2 separate regions of the Sus scrofa genome follow, and region 2 is linked to region 1. A link is a contact called in public promoter capture Hi-C data. All regions are on one chromosome and are shown on one strand. Each heading gives the region's core, a stretch centred on a gene start, on an enhancer-like site or on the middle of the called end of the contact. The rest is flanking DNA. Distances are from core to core; before and after follow the strand shown. Region 1 holds the start of ADAT1 (tRNA-specific adenosine deaminase 1). Region 2 holds the start of CFDP1 (craniofacial development protein 1).

Region 1 (6,614 bases), core at 754-3,253:
GTAGCGGTAAGTGATGGAGATGCTTATGCATCGGTGGACTTTGTCTTCTTGAGGTCAGCAGAATGCTGCTGGAATGTGGGTTTTAGGAAAAGGAATCAAAATGATTTCACGGTTTGGGGCCTGACCAACTAGAAAGTAGAGTCGTCACTGACTTGAAATGGAAAAACAGTGCAGGTTTGAGAAAAGTGAATGGTTTTGTGATATGCCTGTTAGACAGTGGGTGGGGAAGAGTGGGGAAGGTTTTCACTTTCTGCTCAGTTCAGCTGCCCTAAGCATGTGACTAGGGCCTGCTGGTAAAACAGAGCCCGTAACACAGGGAGGCAGCTGGGGTAACTCTTCCCCAATGAGTCTGACAACAAAAGACTTGTCTTTGGCATCTCAGCAAAACCTCTGGGAGCATCTTTGTGTACTTTCACAGAGCAGGTGTCTACTTCTGCGGTTGGTAAAATGATCTAAGCACACCAAACTACTAACAGGGAACAACTTCAGAGCATGCTGAGCATCTCAATCTTTGCTGGTGTTAAAGCACAGACTCCAGAAGCACTTGGTAGTGGTGGTTACATGACGAGGTGGTATCTCAGAAGAAACACTTCTATGGCACATCCTTCAGCGAGGTGCTGTTAACTAAAAAAAAAAAACAATCATCTCACCAAAGGAGGGGTGTGGGGTCAAGATAAGGGACTGGACTTCTGGCAACACTGTACCATCAATGTGGACCACTGGAAAGGCAACAAGGATTAATGAGGAGCTGTTTAGGGAGTTCCCGTCGTGGCTCATCAGTTAAAGAGTGCAACTAGTATCCATGAGGACGTGGGTTCCATCCCTGGCCTCGCTCAGTGGTTAAGGATCTGGCATTGCCATGAGCCGTGGTGTAGTTCACCGAGTGGCTCAGATCCTGTGTTGCCGTGGCTTTGGCGTAGGCCGGTGGCTACAGCTCCAATTTGACCCCTAGACTGGGAAATTTCCATATGCCAAGGGTGCAATCCTAAAAAGACAAAAAAAAAAAAAAGCTGTTTAGTAGTAGACTAGAGCAGAGCCAGCTGTCTGGCCTCAAGAATGCCAGAGATAGAGAAGAAATGAAGCAGCTGTAGACATCTGTGGCATTTGGCAAGAAAAATGACAAATACCCCCTTAAACAGCTGAAGGCTCACAATTTGCTAACTGCTGTATGGGGGTGAACAAAAACAAGTATGGTCCCAAGTTCTAGACTTGTAGGAGAGAGAGGAAGAGCAAGGTCCTTATCCTTGGAGGAAGCCTGTGGCCCTTTTCCTGTGATCTAGGGAGAAGGATGGGGTCAATTAAGTTGCACTCCTCTAGCATTTGAGAGAACTCTCTCATCATTAGGAACTGAGTTAAAAACAAAAACAACAACAACAAAAAAAACTGCTGAATGATACAGACTTCTGAAATGTCCAAACAGCTATACTACCTATTTTTGGCAAACCGAAGGTTTTAGACTAGCACTGTCCACTACAGTACCCAACGGCCATACGTAGCTATTGAGCATTTGAAATGTGGCTGGTCAGAACTGAGATATAAAATACACACCAGTTTTCTTAAGTTAGTGTAAAAAAATGTAAAATAAGTGAACATTTTTATTAAATATTGATTACTCGTTGAAATATGTTGGATAACCTGGGTTAAAATATATGGTTAAAATTAATTTCACCTTTTCTTTTGACTTTTTAAAATATAGCGCCTAGAACATTTTAAATTACATATCTGGCTCGAATTATATTTCTACTGGACAGACCTGTTTTAGACAAAAATTCAAACTAGTGTTCCAACATACAACCTCATTCTACCGTACGAATCTATCTTACCGGGGAATCAGCCTCCCTGAGCCCATTACATCTGTATCTACGCAGAGCAACGCAAATCGACGGACTCTAAGGATCCACCCTGCAGCCCCCTGGCTCCGGCCCCTGGAGGACTACAAGGGCCAGCGTGCACTGCGTGCCTCCAGGGAACAGGCTTGGGAGGGCCACCTCATTGTGACGTCACGTCCGCTGCGCCGCGCGGTCTTCTTCCTCCCTTCGAGAGCGCGTGTCGAGGAGGTGGGAGGGCGGTGTCCGTGAGCGGTTGCGGTCGTGGGGCCGAGGGCGCACAGGATAGGGAGGGCCCTGGGGCTCCCGGGGAAGATGCTGTAGGTCTGACTTTCTCGACCCCTTTTTGTGTGGGAAGTGGATGTTGCGGACCTTCCCCCGCACCCAGCGGCGTGTCTGGTGGGAAAATGCGGCTCCTTTCATGCTGACATCCCTGCGCCGACAGCGACTGCTGCGGACGAGCGCGGGGCGCGTGACCCGGGGGTTGCATACCGCATAACTCCAGCGGGCAGGCGTGCACGTTGTCCCTGCTGCGCGGGCCTGGAGTTACCCATACCTGGCCGAATGGGCCTCTGGAGGGTGTTGAGGAGGGGAGGCTAAGGAAAATAGGCGTCCCTTCCAACCTCGCTAAAGCCTTTTCCCCAGACAGCCTTCCGGACTTGAATTTTCTTTCAAAAGGAAGTGGGTTTTTAAACTTTTTGCCGCTGTTAAAACATGCCGCCTTGTGGGCAAAGAAGTGCATGTCTAACTAAACTGTTGTTTCATATGAAGAAATTATTCAAGTTCTAGGAGAGAATAGTGGACGCAGTACAGCAAAACATTTATTCATTTCCGCTACTGGGCACGCTCCTCCAGACTCAACTCTGAATAAGGTGGTGATACAGTTTTGAGCCGCTGTATCGTAGGGAGTCAGCGTTTCTTCTAGCAAGTTGTCTTTGGCTGTTATGATTTGTGATGCGTGCCTCTGGTTTAATTTCAGTTTGGTGCCAGAGTATCTGCCTTCATAAAGTATACTGCCTTGTATGTCCCCTCTGCCCCTGAAATGAGAGAGAAATCCCTTCTAAATGGAGGATTCTGGGCTCGCCCATGCTTTTCTTTTGCTCAGAGAGATACAAGACTTAGGCTGGTTCTCTGACTTTAAAGTCGTAATTTATGTCAGTGCCTTCCGGATTCTTGTTTTAAATCACTGTGGTCTGATTTACCATGACCATTTATTGAAATAACAGGCCTGCACATCCGAACTGGTAAATTATAAACTGAGGCATTTTAGAACTTTTATGAGTTTATTTGAGCAAAAATCCTTTCCAATCAGGCACAAGCTAAGTGGAAGTAGTTAGGAGCCCTCTGCAGACAGGAGCCAAGGTAGAAACTGATGTAGCATAAGTGCAGAAGCAAGAAAAGAAATTGTTTAGATCTTGGTTTGCTTAGATAGACCACCACAGCATTAGAGTCTCTTCAGTCTGATGGCCTCCTTGTTTAATTAGTTTAACAGGATAGGAGCAAGGGGCTCCTTGTAGATAAATCATTTGTCTGCTATATACACTATGGCTCAACAGAGCCTTTTTTTTTTTTTTAAACACTTAACTTTGTCCATTGCCATCTGATCTCATTTTCTCCTAAGAATCTTTTCATATATTTGAATCCAAATGAAGTCATTGAATGAGCATCAGTAGAGTCAAGAGTGGGAAAGTTTCTATCGAACTATTCTAGACCTCTTTTAGGTCAGCTCTGCTTTCTGGTTTTATGTGTCCATTACTTTTTCCCTGCCTTTCAAGGAGCTCAAGGCAAAGCAGTCAGGAAAATCAAATGTTCTTTTTTGTAAGATTAATCTCAGTTGAAGAGTTCCCTTGTGGCAGAGGGGGTTAAGGATCTGGTGTTGTCATTGCAGCAGCTTGGGTCGCTGCTGTGGCACGGCTTCCACCCCTGGCCCAGGAACTTTACATGCTGTGGGTGTAGCCAAAAATAAAAATAAAATCTCAGTTGCTATTAATTATGCTCAACATTGTACCAGTTGCTCTTTTTGTTTGTTGTTTGTTTGTATTCTTAGGGCCACAGCCAAGGCATATGGAATTTCCCAAGCTAGGGGTCAAATCGGAACTGCAGCTGCCAGCCTACACCACAGCCACAGCAACACCAGATCTGAGACACATCTGTGACCTACACCACAGCTCACGGCAACGCCCGATCCTTAAACTACTGAGCAGGGCCCGGATCGAACCCTTGTCCTCATGGATACTAGTTGGGTTCCCTACCACTGAGCCACAATGGGAACTCTGTAATTGCTTTTTTAAAAATTTTTATTAAAGTATAGTTGATTTACAATTTTGTGACCAATTGCTTTTTATAAATTTTAAGCCCCTTGATAACTCCAGTGGGTTAAATACTACTGCCTCTGTTTCTTTTTTTTTAATGTCCACACCTGTTCATATGGAAGTTCCCAGGCCAAGAATTGAATCCAAGTCAAAGCTTTGACCTGCACATTTGCAGCAATTCCAGATCCTTTAACCCACTGTGCCAGACTGGGGATCAAACTCGCACCTCCACATCAGCCCGAGCTGCTGCAATCAGGTTCTTACTCTCTGCCACAGCAAAAACTCCTGTCTCTATTTTAGCACATGAGGAAACAGACCCAGAGGAGGTTAAGTAATCTACCCAATATTGCACAGTTAATTTGTAGAAAAAAAAAACAGGGTTAGAATCCAGAAAGGGTCGTTCCAAAGTCCTCACTCTGAGAACACTTGACTGGTGAGAAGCCTCTAGGCTCTGTCACTTCTCCCCTTTATGTCATAATAGGTAAGAGAAATTAAAGTGTTGCTTTCCTGATGGGGGCACCAGTAGAGAGTTACTGGAGAGAGCTAAAGAACCAACCTGCTGTGGGGGAAAGGAGAGAAAAAAACTTTCTGGAAAAAAAAAAAAAAAAAGATGGAAAAGCTCTTTCTCCCCAGAAAGATAAACTTTGGTGAGGTTCCATCCAAAGCAAGTTGAGGTCTGCAGCCTTTTCCATGCTGTTTCCAAATGAAAATTGGAGTAGCAAGGAGCCTTCTCCCTCCTATGCTTTCCTTTTGAGTAGTTTCTTCGATCTTTTCGTTAAAGATGAAAAAGGGGCAGAGAGGTAATAGAAAACAGTATACTGAGTTCCTAAGAGAAGCCTCAGTATGATGGTGGATGGGCTACATCTGCATGCCTGTTGAAGCACTGGTGTGGGGACTGTAGCATCTTGCATTGCTTCTTTCTGTCCTGACGGTTCTGGGTTTTGCTCAGGGCCTCAACACTAGCTCACACCATGTGGACGGCGGATGAGATTGCACGGCTGTGTTACGAGCACTATGGGAGCAGGCTGCCCAAGCAAGGGAAGCCTGAGCCCAACCGCGAGTGGACGCTGCTCGCAGCCGTGGTGAAGATACAACCTGCAGCTGACCAGGTCTGCGACTGCCCTGACAGACCCGTGCAAGGTGAGACCTTTTCTCCCGGCAACGCTCCCTTTCCCTGTCAGGGGTGGTAGGCCCTTTGGTGGCTGGATGTAAACCTCGGTGATGGTTCCGCTGCTCCCCGCCAGGTGGCGTGGTACCTCTGGTGGCCAGAGATGGCCCTGCTGGAACTCCCGTCCTCAGGTGGGTTAGCCAACTGACCCGAGAACCCTCAGGAGGAAGGTGAGGTCTTGCTAAACCTGCCGACCATTCAGATTCCGAGAGCTCACTTGATGATTTGTTTTTTTCCCCCTCAGTGACAAAAGAAGTTGTCTCAATGGGAACAGGAACCAAATGCATAGGCCAGTCCAAAATGAGGAAGAGCGGTAAGCCCAGATGGGGTCTAAACAGGGCCTGTTAGGGAACTTTGGAACGTGGTGGCTGTGTCACCCACTCCTGTTCTTGTCAGAGCAAAGGGGCCGTATCGCTGAGCTGGCTCACCTTTGGTTCCCACGGGCTGTCACTCCAGTTGGAAGGATGAACTCATTTAGAGAATGGAAATAAGCTGTGGAAGCAAAGGCTGCCAGGAACATCTTTCTGAGTGGATTGGAAGTTGGCCAGTCTTTTCATGCTCAAGCCCAAAGTTCCCTGGGCTTAACCATTCCGTATCACATCTAAAACCCCCACAAAGCGATCTTGAATTAAGTGAAAATTCTGAAAGACTGTGGAAAACCCTTAGGAGTCTGGCATCTTTGCCTTCATCGATGCCGTTTAACAGATTCCTGCTCCAGTTTGCTTCCCTTATTTTCCTAGCCTCGCCTCCTGGTTATGAGGAAGCTGTTCCAGGACGAGAGTTGATTGAATTTGATGGAATTGTATTACCATAAGCACAAGTTTGGTTCCAGGGTACAAAAGATCTGGACCCCTGTCCTCCAGATAAAGATTTCCCTATAAATCAGAAGTTCTCAGCTAGGGGAGATTTTGCCCCCAGAGGCTATTTGGCAATGTCTGGAGATATTTTTGGTTGTCAAAACTGGGGAGAGGGGTGTATGCTGCTGGTATGTAGCGAGTAGAGGCCAGGAATGCTGCTAAACATCCTATGATGCACGGGATAGAGCCCCCCCTACAACAAAGGATTTTTCAACCCAGAATGTCAGTAGTGCAGAGGTGAGGAAACCCTGCTGCAAATGCTTTGCCATTAGTGATGGTGATACTCTGTGGCAAAGCCCTCCAGGGGCTCTGTTGTCATTCTAGATGCTGGAGGAACTGCTGCGTTGTGCTTCTAGGAACCAGGGCCTCTTCAGTTTCCATATGTCTTCATTAGTGTCCTGTCTTTGTCACAGGAGACATCCTCAATGATAGCCATGCCGAGGTCATAGCC
Region 2 (6,897 bases), core at 1,645-4,144, 150 kb after region 1:
TTACTGCCTCCTATAGCTGTATTATAATTAACATTTTTTAATATGACAAAATGACCAAGATTATATGGTTGTACTTCTTATGGATTAGCTTGACAGAAGGATTGGTGGGCATGTTGTCTGAATTCTAGAATACAACTGATCCTTGCTGCTGTCAGTAATGACACCTATAAGGTCACTGCGCACCCTCAATTAGCAGAATTACAAGGTTGGGTTCCTGGGGGGGGTCTCTGGTCGTACCATTTTTGTAAACACATCAGTACATAATCTTGTTTTATGTGTTTCTGTTCAAAGACACCTTATTTAATATATCTTTCTTACAAATAATGATATGTAGTATTTTAATAAAACAATATTTCAATGACAGCATCTCTGTGCAATGCACTCTACAATACTGAGGTTGAACTACTTTAACTCTCCCCCTCATACACACACACACACACACACACATACACACAGGACTCACATAAGTAAATTTATACAGTACTGTAAACACATCCTACATACTGTACAGTAATGCAAATATAGTTCTGAAAAAAGGGAAGCTCAAACATTTAAAGTTTTATGAAAACATGAACTAGAATCTTACTGTTGATGGAGCTGAAGATTGGGTGATGGCACCAGGCAGAGTGTGGTTAAACCTCTCGACCTTGGCTTGCCCCACAAAAACCAAGGGAGAGGTTGGTGGAAGTCATTCTGCAGGAGGGGAAGAGGATGGAAGAGTGACAACTGTTGGTTCAACCTCAGGGGTTTGGCTCTCACCACTTGTTGATGCAATCGGCAATCTTCCTTCCCCAACTGGCTCCCAATACTGGGAGCCTGCATGGCTTTTCGCCTCAAATCCTTAAGCATCTTGGCATAGGGGGCAAACGCAAAGGAGATTAAGCGCTTAAAGTTGAGGCTGCGATCGAGCATAGGGTCACACACTTCCATGTCATTGAATAGTTTTCCCAAGGCAGAGTTCCATTCTGATATTTTGGCCGCTGTAAGAGGGACAATTCCTGGACTCTTAGGCTGACTTTCATCGCTGTCTTCGTTATCATGGACTCCAACGCCTTGTTTTGCCATCTCGTCCAGGTCTTCATTGGTGGGTTCTTAATCTCCCCCACATCCTCTTCCCTCATATCATCAAAACCTTCTCCACTTATTTGCCACGCGATAGGCATTATGTTTTTGACACTGTTTTTTATACTTTCTGTTACACCTTCAAAACCTTCAAAATTTTCCACACAGTCCAGCCAAACATTTTTCCAACAGTTATTGATAGCAGCCCGCTTGATGTTGTCCCAGGCTGTGCCAACATAATCAATAACGTTGTGTATAGTGACTGACTTCCAATAGTCCATCACGGTACTTTCCTTGTTGGCTTTGAGAGCCTCGAAAGCCTTGCTGTAAAGCTCCCTAGTATAGTGCGCCTTGAAGGCTTTTATTATGCCCTGATCCAGGGGTTGGATGAGAGACGTAGCATTTGGGGGCAAGAAAAGAACTTCTACGTTGGGGTGAGCATTTGTGAGTTCTTCACAGCAATGGACGGGCACATTATCCAAAATGAACAAAATCTTGAAGGCAAGGTTTCTGTCCTGGAGATAGTATTCAACTTCTGGTATGAAGCAACTCTGGAACCAATCAGACGTCATCCACGCTTTTTTGTTCCACCTCCAATGGACCGGCATATGGTTCACACTTTTCCCTTTAAATGCTTGTGAACTTGGAGCTCTGTACACCATTAGGGGTTTGCAGTTAAAGTCACCCTTGGCATTGGTGCACAAAAGCAGGGTTGCATAGTCTTGGAAAGATTTAAAGCCAGAGGCTTTGGAGGCCATTTGCGTTATATAGGTTCTTTTGCCAACATCCTTATAAAATAAGCCAGTCTCATCAGCATTGAAAACCTGCTCTTCCACATATCCTTTTTCCTTATAATACTTAGCAAGTATTTTTTAAATTTCTGCAGCCTCCTGATCTGCAGAACTTGTCTCACCTGCAAGCTTAACATTATTCACCCCATATCGCCTTTTGAAACGTGCAAGTCACCCAGCACTAGCCTAGGACGGTTTCACATTTTTCTGACCCTGGGTAACATGGCTGTAAATTTCGTTGGCTTTCAGCTTCACAGCAGTGCTGTCCACCACACCTTTTTTATCGGTTGTCTTCTCATGAATCCACAAATTGAGCCGCTTTTCCATTTTTTCCATTGCTTCCTCACCCCCACTATAGACGTCACTTCAGCACTTTCCGGAGCAGCCTCACGTACAGATCGGCGAATTTCCTTTTCTTTTTTTCTTGATGTAAAGGATTGTTGACTCATTAACATTGAACTCACGGCCAAGAGCACTACAACTCATGCCTAAACGAAGCTTATCTAACACTCGTATTTTCCCCGGAAGGCACATCACAGCCTTCTTGCGCTTAGGAACATTAGGCAGCACCTTAGCACCACGCTCGGGGGTCATTTTTAACAGCGAAATCACCAACAAAAAGCACAAAAATGCAAAAAACGCGGCACTAAAGTGATTGCGAAAAGGACACTTATTTACAGCATTCGAGCGGAAGAAGCAAGACCGCCTGCCTCTTTCAACCTTGGTACCACAAACCTTGGGTTGACTCAAAAATTTTCACTCTCTGCGCATGTCCGCAAATAACCCCAGAAAGCACCGCGAATATTAATTTTGGGGGTGATAATAAATTTTAACAAGTAAGCGATTTCAAAAATACCAAACTGCGAGTAATGAAGGTCTGCCGTATTCCCACGGGCAAAACAAACTTAGTTTAAGCATGTTTACTAAATCAAAGCAGCTGGTAGCTCTGAAGACTACAAGTTCCAGCATGCACCGCTTCGGCGCCCAGCCCGTGTTCCGCCAACCCCCACAGTAGCATCCAGCAGAAGGCACTGGTCCGGAAGTGTCGCATTCGACCACATACACTCTCTGCGCATGTGCAGAGGCTGGGGGCCGCCCCAGCCGCCGCCGCCGCCGCCCCCGCCGCAGCTCTATGGTGGCTCCCTAGAGCTTTGCCGTTGGGGGCAGCTGTTGCGGCCCTGCGACTCAGCCCCCCTCGTGCGGCAGCGATATGGAGGAATTCGACTCCGAAGACTTCTCCACCTCGGAGGAGGACGAGGACTACGTGCCGTCGGGTGAGCGACTCGGCTAGAGGCGAGAGGCAGCTTGCCCCGCCCCGCGTCTCACGTGAGGCGCGCTTGGCTCCCGTGCGTGGGCCCGGTGGCCCGGGTGGCTCTCGGGCGCGGGTGCCGCGCGTCCTCGTACCGCGCGGCCCCCGTGACCCGGGATGTGTGCCCCGGGCTGTCTCGCGCAGCCCTTTCTCGAGGCCTCACTTCGGCCGACGCCCCCTCTCGGAGTTCGGGAACTGGCACGTGAACAGGGCCCTATCTCTGGGGACGCTGGCGGTGGTCGGTCTTCGCGTACCCTCACCAACCTTGCAGTCTTCTGAAAGGCAGTCTGTCGCCAGACCTTCCGCCCCCAGGGAATTAATTGCTCGCTGGCATCACGGCAGAGATAGATATCTTCACTTTCTGCCTGCAGGAGGGATCTTCTTGTTAGCAAGTTCACTTAATGATACCCTTTGCCTCTCTGCAATGTCTGTATCCATTTCTCTCTTTTCAGACCTTGTTTTTGTATAGGTTTCTAAAACCGAACCCAGGCTGAAATAAACGTCACCCAGACCTACCCCTTCCGGCATCCTGCACCTTCCCCAGGCTTCCCCATCAAATTATAAGTATCTTCCTATAGAGTAGCTCCGATGAAAAATAAAACCAAAAAAGCCTAGGAGTTGTCCTTGTTTCCTCTCTTTTGTTCCAACCAGTGTGTCTGTGTGGAAAATGAGTTTCTCATCACTCTCTCTCCAATCTCACTCTTACTGAACAACTATTATTCTTCACTAAGACCTGAAGTAACTTCCCAGCTGGTTTCTCAGATTCCTTGTCCACCAACATTGGTCTTTACATATCTGCCAGTGTGATCATTTGAAAACCAGTTTTCATTTGAATCAAAGTTTTGTATGCACCTGCTGAAAAATAGTCAAATATTTCTTTTTTAAGTTATTTTATCTTAGAATGTTTTTTTGCTTTTGGGGACCATGGAAGTTCACAGGTTAAGGGTCAAATTGGAGCTGCAGCTGCCATCCTACTCCACAGTAAGAGGAACGCGGCATCTGAGCAGAGTCTGTGACATACACCACAGGTAGTGTAGCTGGCAACACCAGATCCTTAACCCACTGAGTAAGGCCAAGAAGGGAACCTGCATCCTCATGGATACTTGTCGGGTTCTTTTCTGCTGAGCCACAGTGGGAACTCCAAAAATAGTTAAATATTTCTAACAGATTTATTTTCAAATGGCAGTTCCTATCACTATTAATCATCCGTATCACTTCTCTGCAGAATGATATCTGCTTTTAAAATTTGGTATTTCCATTGTGTTTTCTTAATCTGTCCATGTTAAGTCTTATTTTTTTACCCCCTTTTAGCTTTCCCCTTACTGCTGACACATCTTTTCACCTTCAGACCCTCTCTAACTCTCCAGCCTGCTAATGTTCCTCTGTCTAATTTGGGTTAGGTCATTATTAAGTGTTTACTTTTTTAAAGCAACTGTGGACACCATGTTCTGGCCGAATCATGTGGTATATACCGTTATGGCTATTCCTGCACTAGTTTTCTCTGGAGTTAATCATTGCAATTTTGTTGTTGTTGCTTAGTTATTTATTTATTTATTTGTCTTTTTAGGGCTGCACCCACAGCATATGGAGGTTCCCAGGCTAGGGGTCAGTCGGAGTTGGAGCTGCTGGCCTATGCCACAGCCACAGCAATGTCAGGTCTGAACCGCATCTTCAACCCACACCACAGCTCATGGCAGTGCCGGATCCTTAACCCACTTCGCAAAGGCCAGGGATCGAACCTTGTGACCTCATGGATGCTAGTGCGATTCATTTCCATTGAGCCACACTGGGAACTCCTGTTAGTCATTTATGTACTTGCTACTAAACTCTCAGAATTGTCTAAATCATTTCCTGAGATATTTAGATTCATTAGGAGTTCCCTTTGTGGCACAGCCAAAATGAATCCGACTAGGAACCATGAGGTTGCAGGTTTGATCCCTGGCCTCACTCAATGGGTTAAGAATTCAGTGTTCCTTTGAACTGTGGTATAGGTCGCAGACTTGGCTCGGATCTGGCATTGCTGTGGCTGTGGTGTAGGCTGGCAGCAACAGCTCTGATTAGACCCCTGGCTTGGGATTCTCCATATGCTGCGTGGGTGCGGCCCTAAAAAGACAAAAAAAAAAAAAAGAGTAGATTCATTAGATAAACTTTTTTTTTTTTTCTTCTCCTTTTTATGGCCACACAATATGGAAGTTTCCAGGCCAGGGGTTGAATCAGAGCTGCAGCTGCTGGTGTACACCACAGCCACAGCAACACCGAATCTGAGCCACGTCTGCAGCCTATATAGTAGCTTGCTGCAATGCTGGATCCTTAACCCACTGAATGAAGCCAGGGATCAAACCTGCTTCCCCACAGACAGACACTATGTAACCTGCTGAGCCACAAAGGGAACTCCATCATTCACTTTTTTCAAGTATCTTTGCCTTCTGACCTGCTCTAGCTTAGCTGAGTTTTACCATTTTTAAACCTAAGATCTTCCATCGTCACCACCACTCTGGATATCCTTTTATTTCCCTTCTCTCTTGGATTCCCTGTTTCTTGGGTCTCGTGATGTCTTTCTTGGTTTCTTCCACCAAAATGAGAATAAATCTTCAAATAATTCTTGAGGAAAGATTCATGGTAGAAACTTTTGAGACCCCAAATATTTAAATATTTAAATAACCAAGTGACTCTCAGGCATGATTAATAGTTTGGTATAGAATTTTGTGTTCTATAATAATAATAATTCTGGGCTCTGTAATAATAATTTTCCTTCTGAATTTTTTTTTTTTTTTTTTTTTTTTTTGGCCACACCAGTGCTTTCCTGAGCCAAGGGTCAAACTTGTGAACCATCAGCGACCCAGGCCACTGCAGTGACATCACCAGATCCTTAACCTGCAGTGCGTCAGGAGAACGCCATCTGAATTTTTTTTTTTCCTTTGTCTTTTTGCCATTTATTGGGCCGCTCCCGTGGCATATGGAGGTTCCCAGGCTAGGGAGTCGAATCGGAGCTGTAGCCGCCAGCCTATGCCAGAGCCACAGCAACGCGGGATCCAAGCTGCGTCTGCAACCCACATCAGAGCCCACGGCAACGCCAGATCCTTAACCCACTGAGCAAGGCTAGGGATCGAACCCGAAACCTCATGATTCCCAGTCAGATTCGTTACCACTGAGCCATGACGGGAACAACCCCCATCTGAATTTTAAAAGTATTCCTTCATTATTTTCTAAGTTTCTGTGTTTCTATTAAGAAGTCTATTTTGTGACTTGTTTTTATTTATTTATTTATTTATTTTTGTCTTTTGTCTTTTCAGGGCCACATCCATGGCATATGGAGATTCCCGGGCTAGGGGGCCAATTGGAGCTACAGCTGCCGGCCTGCACCACAGCCAAAGCAACTCGGGATCCAAGCCGAATCTTTGACCTACACCACAGCTCACGGCAACGCCAGAATCTTAACCGACCGAGCAAGGCCAGGGATGGAACCTGAAACCTCATGGTTCCCAGTTGGATTCGTTTCCCCTGCGCCACGACGGGAACTCCCTTGAACAACATTTTTGTTGTTCTTTGAAAATTTTAAAATAGAATCATATTCTTGTTTCATTAGTGCAGTACCTTATTGCTCTATGGATATTTATAATGTTTTACATTTTTCTGTTTTTAGCTTGATGGTAAAATTCATTCTTCGTTGTACTGTTCTGTGAGTTTCTGACAAATGCTTAGAGTTCTGTAACCACCACCAAAATGAACAATTCC

The links. Promoter capture Hi-C pulls out the DNA fragments that hold promoters and counts their contacts.
Region 2: a contact with region 1 is called in a promoter capture Hi-C map of fetal liver, with 2.9 times the contacts expected there. The contact joins the promoter of CFDP1 here to the promoter of ADAT1 in region 1. A contact is called at or near these places in 2 of 5 promoter capture datasets (fetal liver and liver), 6 of 47 Hi-C or Micro-C datasets (embryonic fibroblasts, epiblast stem cells, fetal heart ventricle and 3 more) and 2 of 2 datasets of contacts at active chromatin or transcription factors (alveolar macrophages and skeletal muscle).

The regions. Positions count from the first base shown.
Region 1 is chr6:12,074,360-12,080,973 of Sscrofa11.1, forward strand. ADAT1 (tRNA-specific adenosine deaminase 1) reads left to right here and starts at 2,004. Exons shown (of 10, transcript XM_021093768.1): 1 at 2,004-2,057; 2 at 5,088-5,278; 3 at 5,551-5,619; 4 at 6,577-6,614. The coding sequence starts at 5,110.
Region 2 is chr6:12,220,807-12,227,703 of Sscrofa11.1, forward strand. CFDP1 (craniofacial development protein 1) reads left to right here and starts at 2,895. Exons shown (of 7, transcript XM_021093775.1): 1 at 2,895-3,127. The coding sequence starts at 3,064.